Regions from separate parts of the Sus scrofa genome. Here regions 1 and 3 are each linked to region 2. Evidence: chromatin contacts called from public Hi-C and HiChIP or PLAC-seq data. All regions are on one chromosome and are shown on one strand. The core of a region is the stretch at or near the end of the contact, and the rest is flanking DNA. Distances in the headings are between cores, read along the strand shown. Region 1 overlaps C2H11orf49 (chromosome 2 open reading frame, human C11orf49). Region 2 holds the start of LRP4 (low-density lipoprotein receptor-related protein 4). Region 3 holds the start of DDB2 (DNA damage-binding protein 2).

Region 1 (3,909 bases), core at 1,148-3,647, 200 kb before region 2:
ACCAGGGCTTCCGAGCCAATTGCCATAGCATCTTCCATTCTCAGCTACAGACAGCTATGAATGGGGCCCGCCCTTCCAGCCTCAGAACTGGTCTGCAGCTTTCTACCAGGAGCAGTTCTTGACTATGAACATTCGCACTTTGTTTTTTGCTTTTTCTTTTTTTTGGCTGCGCCTGCAGCATACAAAAGTCCCCAAGCCAGGGACTGAACCTGAGCCACAGCAGTAACCCGAGCCGCAGCAGTGACAAGGCCGAGTCCTTGAGTGCTCGGCCACCAGGGAATTCATTACCCTCTTTTAAGATGGGCAGCCAGGGACGAGTGAAGGCACAGCCATCAGAGGGCAGGAGACCCATCTCTGTGGGAGCAGGGCAGCCCTGCGTGCGCTCTGGTTTTAACCCCCGCTCCTTGGTGGGCTGAGACTTATTGGTCAGGAGGGACAAGCAGGCTAGTTGGGGGAAGCAGATGGTGGCAGGGGCTTTCTTTCTGAGGGACAAGTGGCCAGATCCCAGCAGCACGTATGCACAGGATCAGAGGTTTTCTTGATTGCAAGCAGCGACGTTGGCTGCCAGAAAAGCCAATTGGATCTCAGCTGTCGTTAACAGCAACACTTCTCTGTTCAGCCAGAAACCTGGGAGTCCTTCCTCCTGACACCCTGGAAACTGCCTCCCTTGCCTGCCCCACATCAGTCAGTCGCCAAGTCCTATCGACCCCATTCTGGACATTTCTCTTGAATTTACTTCATTCCACTTCCATGGCCCCATCTGATGCCCACCTCCACCTCTTTTTCCTGGACCACTAAACAACACTCTTGACTCTTTGAATGTCCATATTGTGGGCAGAAAGATCTTTTAAAAATTGCGAATTTGGCCATTTTACGCCTCTCCTTAAAATCCTTCATGGGCTTCTCATTGGCCTTGGAGCAAAGTCTCCCATCCTTATCCTGGCTTATGAGCTGCATGATCTGCCCTCTGCCTCTGCTCACCTCTCTAGACTCACTGGAGGCCACAGGCAGTGTCCCTCACTCCATTCCAGGCACAGATCCTTCAGTTCTTCCTTCCTGCTGCCCCTCAGACGAGCCACCCCGCCCATGACAATGCTCCCGCCCCCATGGCCCTCTCCCCACCTGCTTGCCTGATGCCCACTTGCTCTTCAGGGAGCAGCCACAGGGCACCTCTTTGGGAGGCCCTCCCTGTCTCAGGTGAGGGTGGGCCTGTGCAGTTCTCTGCGGCCTCCTCACACAGTTCTGTCTGCCTTCGCCCCAGACTAGAAAACCCATCAAGGGACACACTGCTGTCTCCCTGCATGCGGCCTGACTCAGGCGCCGGCGTGGTGCAGGGCACACAGGGAGTGCTTGGTAAATACTTGCTGAATGAAGGAAAACACAAACACGTGACTGAGACGGGTCACAGTACCCTTTCATCTTCCACTGGCAAGGTGATCTGACACTACGTTCAGCTCTGGACAGTCCATTTGAGAGAATAAACCCGAATCACGGAATAGGGGGTCAGGGTATAGAGTCTGCACACCAGGATATCAGGCAAATGACTGCCTTTAGACCCTTTAGCCTGGAAGGGAGGACAAAGGAGGAAGTAAGGCCGAGGCCTGACCACTGAAGGGCTGTCCCCGAGGGAGATATCACAGAGATCTAGAGTGCAGCTCTGGATGGCTTTTTCAAGATGCCCAGCTCTGGGATGACGGCTGCTTTGTGAAGCAGCGAGCTGCTTGTTGCTGGAGACATTCAAGCAGAATACATCCCCAAAGTCTGCAAGAGCTGCTTCTAGCTCTGACAGAGTGCCATCCTGAGGGCAGACAGAACAAACGGCTTCTCCTGCTAATATGGCTCTGGAGGAGGAAAAGTTTGCTGTTCAGAGGACTGTGGCTGCAGAAAAGTCTGAAAAACTTACAAAAAGGTGCTTTTAGAAACACCACATGCTGCACTGTCCATCTCCAAACTAATGCTCTGACATAAAAGTTCTGGGCATCTGGTGTTGGAGTCTTGGCAAAACTGTGGGGAAAGGCTGGAAGGAGGCTACAGATCTGCCTTTGCCTTTGGTGACAGGGACAATCCCAGGTTGTAGGCCCTCCAACCCACCGATGGCTCCCTCGCCCTGAACTCCAACTTGCTCCCCCCCGACCCAGGGCTCAAGAGGAGTTTCTTGAAGACAAGGTCATCCACATGTGCCGTTTTCCAGTTGATGGCAGTTGGCTCAACACCCCTTCCTGCCAGAGGCCTTCTGCTAACGTGCCAGCCGCTTCTGACACCTGGAGGAGACGGCCGCTCCTGCTTTGAAGTGGAGCCAGCACTGAGCTGCTGCCAACGGGAGTCCGTACAAATCCATTGGATCATGGAGGGATCCTTGCAGGCCAGGCCTCAGCGCTTGAGAGAGGGCCTCTGGGGGGGAGTAAAGGCACTCGAGTTCAGGCTGGCTCTGAGTAGAACCACGTGGAGGGCGGAGCCCAGGGCAGCGATGGGAATGGAGAAAGAGCACCTGGCTGGGTCTGTGCTAATCCTGAGGGGGCTGGCTGTGTTCTCCCCGATGCTGACTTCCAACAGCTGGGCTGGGCTGGCTGGCTGGGAGGGAAGTGGGTGCCAAGGAAGCAACAGCTTTCAGCCAAACCTGATGACTTGCCAACTTCCTATTCACCCTTAAGGGTCAGTATCTGTGGTCTAGTGGCACAAGCTGTACACTTTATTTTATTTTATTTTTTTGCTGTTCTAGGTAAGCAGACTGGGATCAAAGCCTAGCTCTGGCACTCACTGGCCAAGTTACCTTTTTCTTGGGCAAGGTATGTTTTCTTTCCAAGTTTCAGTTTCCTCATCTGTAAAGAGATAATTATAGTTCCTATTTCACAGAAGTCTTGTGAGGATTCAATACAGTGCCATGCCGTGCCTGTCCTATTGTTATATACTAGCATACAAAATCACTCAAAATAAGTGTTAGCTGCTACCAATAAGTATATTCTAGCTGGTTTCAGGTGGTGGAAGAGCTCAAAATAGCAAATAAAAATATAGCCCAGGGGAAGTGAGTGTTGCCAGCATCCAGCCAGGCAGAGGCTTGCAGGCGGAAGCCAGCTATCCCGTTTCAAGTCCATTCGAGGGAAGCCAGGCCTCAGCCAGGGCCGGAAAGAAGGGCCTCCTTCTATAACTGCTCTTCTTTGAGGAGGTCATCTGAGCAGTGTGGCACATGGGGGCCGCTCAAGTGTGTCCCCAAGTCTGTTTGGTTTCCCAGGGCACCCGCAGGGAAGACACTTCCAACCCTCCTGGGGGCCTATTGCGCTACACTTAGCAAACACCCTGAGTGGGAGAAGGGACAGCGCCACCAGCAGGAAGGTGTTATTGCCGCTAGAGAGCACAGAGCCGCTGCAGGTAGCCAAGGAAACGTGATTAAAGTCAGAGAGACCTGTGTTTGAATCACAGCTCTTTTGCTTCCAGCTTAAAACCCCAGTCAAGTCTCTGAACCTCTGTGTTCTCAGCAAAGTAATCCACTGATCTTACCTCATAGGATTAATATGAGAAGAAAATGCAATGATAGATGTACAGCACTGGCAGAGTGACCCTTACGAATACTAAGTTGTCATCGTAGTGGTTGCTGCCCTCTCTCTCTGGACCCAGCTTCTTAGGCACCACAGGGTAGGTGGGTTTGTTGCACGCTGGGGGTGCAGGCTGGAGCCCCAGGAGAGCCACGACCTGGACCCTCGATGCTGCTTTGAGGGCCTGGACTTGGAGCAGCTTGTATGACACAAGGGTGCTTCCAACACAGTCCAGAAGAGGGGCAATCCCAAGGAAGGGTCAAGGGAAACCTTGACGGCACGTGCAGGAGGTGGCCAGAGTGTAGTTGTGTTCTCACTCATGGCCTCGACGTTAAGACATGGTCCACAGAGGTGCCCCGGGTCTTTCCCAAGAAGCCTT
Region 2 (4,284 bases), core at 1,530-4,029:
TAATTCTTTGTTGTGAGGAGGGATGTCCTGTTTATTGTAGGATATTTAGCAGCATCCTTAGCCTCTAGTCATTATTTGCCAGTCATACCCACTCCCCAAAATGTCTCCAGGTATTGTCCCATGTCTGCAAAATCACTCTTGATCGAGAACCACTGTTTTTAAGTGTGAAATGGAAAGCCATTTTCTCTTTCAGAAGAGTTATGTTTAGAAATTCAGGTTGATGATGCCTGGGTTGCAAGAGGACTCTACCAACCCAACTGGATCAAAATCGTGCCCATTTCTATCTTGTTTCTGTAGCACTCCCTGTATTCCCTTCAAAAAGGCCATTAGTGATGGTCTAATTCAGGACAATATTCTGATCTTGGAAATTCAGTGCCCTGGTCTGTCCTAGAAGGATGAGGGAAACGGGTGGTGTTTCTGCGGAAACCAATGTCTCTGAGACCCCTCTGGAATTGGCAACCCCCTACAACTTTTCTAGGGGAATGTCCCAAAGGACAATAAAAGGGAGACAAACAGCCCATTCTGGCATGCTTTTCAGGATCTTTCACTCCAAACAAGAAAGTCTGAGAGGCCTGGTAAAAATAAATATGGCTTAGCACTCCTGGCACAAGAGCAGTTTCTGACAGCCAAGACTTAACTCACCCTAGGGGGTGACCCAGCCAGGGACTATGCACGAAGTTCCCTTCTACCCATTGATATTCCCAGTGACTCACAGCAGCTAGGGATGGCTCTGTGCACCAGAACTGTGCTGAACTGTGGAGGAGGAGGGATGCACACAGAAAATGCAGTCTCTTGGGCCTGAGTCAGACAGGGACAGCCAGCCTCCCTGTTCCTCCTCAATCCCAGAAAAACAACACAAATCATGCCTTCTGGAAAGGAACCTGTCCTGTGAATACAGAGTGGAAATTGTTTATAGATTCTTAATCCCCTGACATTGAAAGTATGGTGGCTGCTTGTCTTGGATTTGGGGAGAAAAATGTATTCATTATACCACATGTCCTTAGTCTTCATGTGGAAAAAATATACATGGTCTCCAGAATCATAAAGTCTTCCTCGACAGGATGAAAAGTGACCCTTTGTAAGCAACATTTATTGAAACCCTGAAACCAAAGAAGCCTGCATCAAAACCGTTGTTGGGAGAGGGGACTGAGAATCAGTCTTTACTTTTTCATTATCTTCTCCTTGGATTTTAGGCTACGATGACATAGGCCTTGAAGGGTGACATCTTTCCTAGCAGTAAGATCTATAAACATGACCTGACTCCACTGCCGCCTACAGTCAGCAGAAAGAACTACACACACAGAAAATGCCTCCCTGTTAGTTACCATGGTGATGTTAGTTCAACCACATTTCATCTGCTTGAAAATTTCAGGCAGAACATAATGGAGAAGTACCAGCTAAGAAGGAGTTAACACCACATTTTTTTTTTTTTGGTTGCTGTTGCAAAGTTAATGTTAGCTTTGGTCAAAGATGGTAAGTTGAAGTGAAAGCCTTTGAAAAATTGTAAAGATGAAATGGCAACCAATCCATTGGAGAAACCTCCTAATATCCTCTTTGCACTATACCAAATTACTTACCCCCCCGGTGAACACAGGGCATTTGGGTCTTCCTGACTCTCTTTACTAGTGAGAAGAAAGTGGTTTAACAAAATGGCAGATGACCCAAAGCCAGGAACCGTCGGCATACTAGCTTGGAGGGAAAAGTGGTTCACAGGACCCTGAGGAAGTTGCGGACTTGGACAAAAGTAGCAAGACAAGACTCAACCTGGAAAATGGAAGGTGGTAACAAAATTAATGCACATTATTAATATGCACTGGGGAGAGGCAGAGACCACAAGGCTGACAAGAGAGGAATTTATAACTTTAGGTTATTTAACTCAAAAGTTAAATCTTGCTAGAAGGCTGTACAGACTGAAGCTAGAAGGAGGCTGAGGTCTCTGACAAGAGTACAACTGCAAGTAAGGACTTTCTTCCTTACCCCCTTCCTTCCTCGGCAGGATCAGAAAGTCAAAGAAGGTGAAGAGGCTAACGACTCTGACTGACAAAGACAGCGAGGAGGAACTACGTCTGGGCCAATTCTGGACGTCTGAGCTGGGGCGACAGGACCCAGACAACCACCTCAGGAAATGAGTAAATGAAAAGGAGAGCTCGTGGAATGATTTAGCCCCAGAACAACGCTGCCTAGACGGCATGGGGGGAGGGGGGGAGCAAGAAGAAAATCTCAGAAGAGGAATTTTGACGGTGAGAACTCTAGCTAAGATACAGCACTCCAGGCCCCCTGATGTCCCTTGTTTGATGTCCATAAAGACCGAGAGGATTATGCATTAGCCAGTCTTGTGTATTCTGAGACATCAATAAAGTCTGGACTTGGGGCCGGTAGGGGGGCCGGGGTCACGTCCAGACGACTAGGGTCAGCCCGGGTGCCCCTCTCTGGCATAGAGCTAGAGAGCGGGATCCAAGAGTTGCCGCTAGGATAGTATTTTTTTTAAGCTAAGGACTTTCGAGTGGTAGCAATGGGGACAGTAAGGGGGCATCTCTCGAGAGCTAGGAATGTGGGGGCGGCCTGAAGAGGAGCAGGGCCAGCGCTGGAGGCGCGGGCGGGTGGGGTCCAGGGACCGGGGGGCGGGGGCCGAGGGCGGGAAGGGGACGGGCCGGCGCTGGGGGCGGGACCAGGCGCGGTGGCGGTGGCGGGGGCTGCGGCGCGGGGGGCGGGGCGGCCGGGCCTGGGACACCCCCTCCCGGTCCCCTGGTGGGGCGGCTTCGGCTCCGGCAGCACTGGAGGAGGCAGCAGCGGCCGGAGGGCGACTTAGGGGCGCGCCCGCCGCGGTGGACCCAGACGCTTCCCTTCGGGTACCCACCTCCGACTCCCTCCGCCGCGCCGTCCCGCGGGAGCCGGCGGGACCCCAGGCCGGCAGGGAGCGCCGGCGGCGGCGGACGCGGCACCATGAGGCGGTCGTGGGGCGCGCTGCTGCTTGGCGCCCTGCTCTGCGCACACGGTAAGGGGCGCCGCCGCGCCCTCGCCGACCGGCCGGCCGGGAAAGTTTGTCCCCGGGTCCGGCCGCTGCAGGACCCACCGTCCCGAGAGCGGGATGGTTCAGGCTAGGGCCTGAGACCCCTCGCCCTCACTCCAAAGAGAAGCCCGGAGATTGCATGCCGGGGAGGGGACCGGGAGCTCCCCCAGCGCCTCCAGTCCGAGACCGGGCAGCGGCAGAGGAGCTCCCTGGGCTCGGGGCTGGGCCAGGCTGGGGGAAGATCGTAGGCGCTCGCTCGCCTTCCCTCGCTGCTCTTTGAAGAGCCTGAGGTGCTTCCCTTTGAGGTTTAGACAGGGTCCCTGTGTCCTTGGTGCGAATGAATGCATGCGAAGAAAGGGAGGCCGGGAAGGATGGTCGCTAAACCATAAACTGTTAAAAGCCCTCCTTCCAGGGGGGGTCTCGGGCGGATTTCGGAGAGAAGCTCCAGTGGAATCGGAATACATGAGCTCCGGGGGTCCATCGGCTCGAGGAACGGCTCCTCGGACTCCAGACCATGCTCTGGCCGAGGGTCTTTGGGCACTGCTTACTCGCAGCATCTCCACTTAGTGGTGTTTTGGGTTCCCTCTCCTGGCTGCGACCAATCAGCTCCCTGCCCTGGATCCTTCGTGGGGCGGGGGAGGGGGGCGGGAGACAGGGTTGGAAAGGGGGCAGAGGAGGGACATACGGAAGAAACTGCTGGAAGGCTCGCTCAGATCCGTTTTGGCCGGGATAGGGGGGCGGGTATCGCCGAACCTGAGAAGGAAGCCTCCTGGCCCGCGCAGTGGCCCTCTGGGGAGCTGGAGGGATGGCAGCAGGACTGCTGCTTCATCTGCTCCTTATTAATAACTTGTTTGGTGCCCGTACGCAACTGTTGTGTGTGATTACGGCTCCAGCGGAATCTTGTTTCTCTGCAGCCGCCTAGGACCATGGGGGCAGCCCGTGATTTAGCAGCTGCCTCTAGTTTGTGCCCAAAGATCAAAGAAGTTTGATCTTTGAACCCCAACCCTGTTCACACACCTCTGTTCAGCCGGGGAAGATCCGAATCTTCCCATTCTCCCCGTAGCCCCTATGAAGCTGTGGGGTTCGGAATGGAGGGGTCTGTAGACCACAGCTTTGCACTGATTCTTTCTTTAACGTAAAGGGAACTCGTGTGGAAATAGAGCAGATCTCGGAACTTGCCTGGCAGGGCGTAGAGATGCCTGAGCACTTGTTTTAAAGATTGGTTTACCTCCCCAAACCAAAACAGAGTTCTCGCGTCTGTTATTTAACCAACC
Region 3 (4,241 bases), core at 1,241-3,740, 250 kb before region 2:
CTCCTGCTTCAGTCTTTTCAATTCCCTGCATTCCTTACAGCCCCAGGTCCAAGCCGCAGTAAACCCCAGAAAATGCGTCATCCGAAGAGAGGAAGGAAATGAAGGGTTCTCGCAGCTAAACCAAGGATATACAGCTACACCTCCAGGCAAAGTAGGATTATTTTAAGCAGTCCCCAGTGTGTAAAAATCCTGGTACAAACAAGGATTTTGGAGTCTGTTGTGTCCTTTGTAATGTAACTCATCTGCCTCTTCCCATCACCTGAGGGAGGTTAAGCCAAGCTCCAAGGCGTCAAAGACCTGCAGATAAAATTCCTAGCCTGAGGCGTCCAAAATTTGGGACAGCCTCGAACCTAGGAACACCCATCCCCCCACTCCAGCCTCTTGCGTGAGAACCCCAAACGGCGGAATTATTAAAGCAGCAGGCGCAGGCAGTACCGGGGCCCTTCAAACAGAGCTTCTTGGCCTCGGGCTCCAGCTCACGGGGGCTTCTGTTCCTCTTGCTCTTGGGGCGTAAAACCACCTCAGGGGTCTTCTGGGTTTCTGGGCGTTTCCTGGGAGCCATCGCGTCCTCCGTGCGAAGGGGTACTATGCCCTATGCCGAGATCACCAGGGGAAGATTGAGAAGCTTCTGGGGAGAAATAAGGGAGGGACCAGGGAGCCCGCTGAGCCACAGGTAAGCCAACTAAGCCAACTTCCCGCCAAACAGGCTCACCGGGAAGGCGGGGGCGCGCGCGGAGAGATGGGAAGTGTGTAAGGGGAGGGCCTCAGCCGCTCCCCAGAGAAAAGGGATGCCGCCTGCCTACGTGTTGGCCCTGAGCTAGTCCAAGTCAGCTGACCTGCCAGAAATAAAAATGGCCGCCAGAGCAAGGCCTCCCGAATTGAAGCCTCTTCAGGGGGGTCTATGCCAGGCCTATGGGCCCCCTCACCCAAGACCGATGCCAATCAAGCCTTCGGCTCCGCCTTCTCTACTTTCTAATTGGTGACCACACCCTCTCGGGCTTTGTGATTGGCTGATCCGTACAGTTGGTGTGGGGCGGCTTTATACAATGCTGTCCGCTTCCCCGCTGTGAAAACCGAGCCGATTCCTTCCGCCGGCCTTGCGGTCTGTGGCAATTACTTAAATGTCTCCAGCTCCGTCGAATCTCAGCTTCTCTGTAGAAAGTGGTTAAAACTCAAAGCTTTTAATTAAAGTTTCTCCAAACCTGTTGAGTGTCTGCCCAAAGAGCAGCGTGGGACAGCGACGATGGGCCTATACAGCGTGCAGCTAACTGGGCTGAGGCCTTGTGCACACGATTTCAGCCAAAGGCCAAGGCAGGGAGTCTCATAGGTGTCCCGCCCGGCCCGACAGGGAGATAGTTTGGATGCACCCCACTTTCCGCGACGAGCCAGGCAGAAGCTGGGGTTAGTCGGACTGCTGGTCCTTTCCTTCCACCCGCCAAGTCTGGTGCCAGATGCTTTGGGAGGGTGAGAGGAGGCAAACATGCATTAGTGGTAGATCCTACACTCCAGGAGCTTTCAGACAGGTAGGGACAGAATAGAGTTGCAAAAATATCTCTTGAAAGGAATGAATACTCCAAAAGAAAAGCTGGAAAAAGCTTTCTTCCAATCAGCACAAGGTGTTAGAAATGGCAACCACCAGGGGAAAGGGCACGCTGGTGGCTTCTCCTCTGCAGACCTGTAGCTCCGTTACAGAAGCAAGTTGTCCCCAGCCCACTTACTAAGACCAGCCATTAGTTTCACCTCTGCAGGGTGCTCATTTCTGGGGGATCCTTAATGACCCTTCCGCTAAAACGTTTACAATCTACTAAGAGGAAAAATACATGTGAAACAAGTCAAACAATTCAAGATAGAACACAACTGAGTACTATATTGTAAGCCAACAAACACTTTTAGATGCATTCAGAAAATATAATCTAATGGAGAAAGAATATTTAGGAAAAGCTCATAAGGAAAATGGGATTTTGTGGAGTTTGGGGATGGGAGGGGGGCAGAGAAGAGCATCCTAGGAGAAGAAACAGACTGGTAAAAGTTAGGAATGAGTGTGAGAACCATGAGAAAAAGAAAAATCAGCTCCTGGCATCTGGGAGCTGGCCTGGTACTATTAGCTAAGCCTTAACGTTCTGTCCAAATAAACAATTTCACAAAACATCAGCACAGACAAGGCCATTCTGTGACCATGATAGATCAACACAAAAACAAGATCACTGCACACAGAAAAAAGTATGAACATTGTCCAAACCACAAAAAAAATGACCAAACAGACCCTTATTATTTAGCTAAAATGAGTGACTGCAGGTTCTTTGCTAATCACAGCTTTGGCTTTGCTTCATTCCCCCCACCTTATAGATAAGGTTTATTGATGCCCAATCATAGGATCACCCCTGTTTCCTTTCGGCCTCCAATCCAGAGCAAAACTTCACTTCTTTGAACTATTATCCAAGCCATCCAACACAAACCAATCCTGTAAGTTCTTTCTAATACCTTCACTCTTTTTTTTTTTTTTTTTTGTCTTTTAAAGGCTGCACCCACAGCATATGGAAGTTCCCAGGCTAGAGGTCTGATCGGAGCTGTAGCTGCTGGCCTACACCACAGCCACAGCAACACCAGAACTGAGCCGTGTCTGAGCACTACACAACAGCTCATGGCAATGCTGGATCCCCAACCCACTGAGCGAGGCCAGGGATCGAATCTGCTTCCTTGTGGGTACTAGTCAGATTTGTTACCACTGAGCCATGACTGGAACTCCCTCTAATACCTTCTTACAGAGATGTCCCACCATTCCCCGTGGTATGCATGTTCTGTTGCAATGAGCAGTAGACCTAGAGTTCAACCACAGGAGTGTCCCTGGTGGAATTTGGCTTGGGGCATTAAAATTTATAAATAGGATAGGAGGAGAAAATTGATCACATTAAGGATTTGTGCAAAGTAAGAGAGGCCAGATCAAGGGGGTGGTTGAATAGTGGCAAGCAGGAGAATTCATTCTACTGACATCTGTCAAAAACATACTCTGACATTATTCCAGTCAAAGAGAAAGCTGAAATTAAACATGCTCTTGTTTCCTAGAGTTTCCTGGTGGCCCAGTGGGTTAAGGTTCTGGCATGGTCATTGCTGTGGCTCTGGTTACTGCTGTGGCAAGGGTTCAATCTTTGGCCTGGGAACTTCGGTATGTTGTGGGTGTGGCCAAAAAAATACTCTTTTTTTTCCCCATGGAGTGTGCCTTTTATTTTATTTATTTATTTATTTTTTTTGTCTTTTTGCTATTTCTTGGGCCGCTCCCGCGGCATATGGAGGTTCCCAGGCTAGGGGTCCAATCGGAGCTGTAGCCACCAGCCTACGCCAGAGCCACAGCAACGCAGGATCCGAGCCGCATCTGCAACCTACACCACAGCTCACGGCAACGCCGGATCGTTAACCCACTGAGCAAGGGCAGGGACCGAACCCGCAACCTCATGGTTCCTAGTCGGATTCGTTAACCACTGCGCCACGACGGGAACTCCAAGTGTGCCTTTTAATAGATAAACATACAGCTACTGTAGAGTGTTATAAGCTTGGTGAGAGAGGAACCATTGGATTCTGGAGGGGCAGGGGGCACAGAAAAAGGACACTTGAACTCAGCTTGGAGTGGGGTAAAGAAGGGACAGTGTCAAGGAAGACTTCTCAGAAAAGGTGATACTTAAGCTTAATCTGGAGGGGAAATCGAGGGAGAGGAGAGTGGGAGAGCATTCCAGGCAGAAGGAGCAGAAAGGCAAGGAGGTAATAGTTGGCCATGTTGGATTCATGAACAAAGGAAATGTCAGGTTTTCCCAGAATCCCTTTTAGTATTGAAGACTCTTCCATGGTAGACTAAAAAACAAACAAACAAAAAAACCCATGTGTGAGCAGTGGAAACCTCCCTTGCACGTACCAGTAAAATGCTTTGCCTCAGGTTGTATGCTGGGCCTTCCTTACCCTGGATTTTGCTTTGTTTTACCAAAAGCAGCAGCTCAGGGACTTGATGTCAGATGTTCCCATCTGGTGAACCATTAGGTGCAGAGTGGACAAAAGCAAATAATGCTTTTTTTTTTTTTTTTTTTTTTTTTTGCTTTTTAGGGTTGTACCCACAACATATGGAGGCTCTCAGGTTAGGAGTCAAATCGGAGCTACACCTGCTGGCCTACACCACAGCCACAACAACAACAAAGCAGGATCCCAGACACATCTTCGACCTACACCACAGCTCAAGGCAATGCAGGATCCCTAAC

What was found. Hi-C and Micro-C count contacts between places; a contact is called where the count stands out from the background. HiChIP or PLAC-seq counts read pairs in DNA pulled down with a chosen protein or histone mark.
Region 1: a contact with region 2 is called in an H3K27ac HiChIP or PLAC-seq map of skeletal muscle, with 12 times the contacts expected there. The contact joins the enhancer-like site here to the promoter of LRP4 in region 2. A contact is called at or near these places in 4 of 5 promoter capture datasets (fetal liver, fetal skeletal muscle and liver), 9 of 47 Hi-C or Micro-C datasets (brain, embryonic fibroblasts, epiblast stem cells and 3 more) and 1 of 2 datasets of contacts at active chromatin or transcription factors (skeletal muscle).
Region 3: a contact with region 2 is called in a Hi-C map of embryonic fibroblasts, with 2.4 times the contacts expected there. The contact joins the promoter of DDB2 here to the promoter of LRP4 in region 2. A contact is called at or near these places in 1 of 47 Hi-C or Micro-C datasets (embryonic fibroblasts) and 1 of 2 datasets of contacts at active chromatin or transcription factors (skeletal muscle).

What each region holds. Positions count from the first base shown.
Region 1 is chr2:15,414,129-15,418,037 of Sscrofa11.1, forward strand. The region is part of intron 4 of C2H11orf49 (chromosome 2 open reading frame, human C11orf49); the gene reads right to left. Among named protein-coding and RNA genes, the nearest start is that of ARFGAP2, 25 kb to the left of the region's middle. Within about 2 kb of position 2,398, at least 12 of the 83 cell types and tissues checked have an H3K27ac peak or open chromatin away from gene starts, as enhancers often do. A contact at or near this core is called in fetal skeletal muscle and skeletal muscle, where this site is marked.
Region 2 is chr2:15,613,358-15,617,641 of Sscrofa11.1, forward strand. It overlaps LRP4 (low-density lipoprotein receptor-related protein 4), which reads left to right and starts at 2,780. Exons shown (of 38, transcript XM_021085230.1): 1 at 2,780-2,995. The coding sequence starts at 2,944.
Region 3 is chr2:15,368,133-15,372,373 of Sscrofa11.1, forward strand. DDB2 (DNA damage-binding protein 2) reads right to left here and starts at 2,491. Exons shown (of 8, transcript XM_013994357.2): 1 at 436-2,491. The coding sequence starts at 562.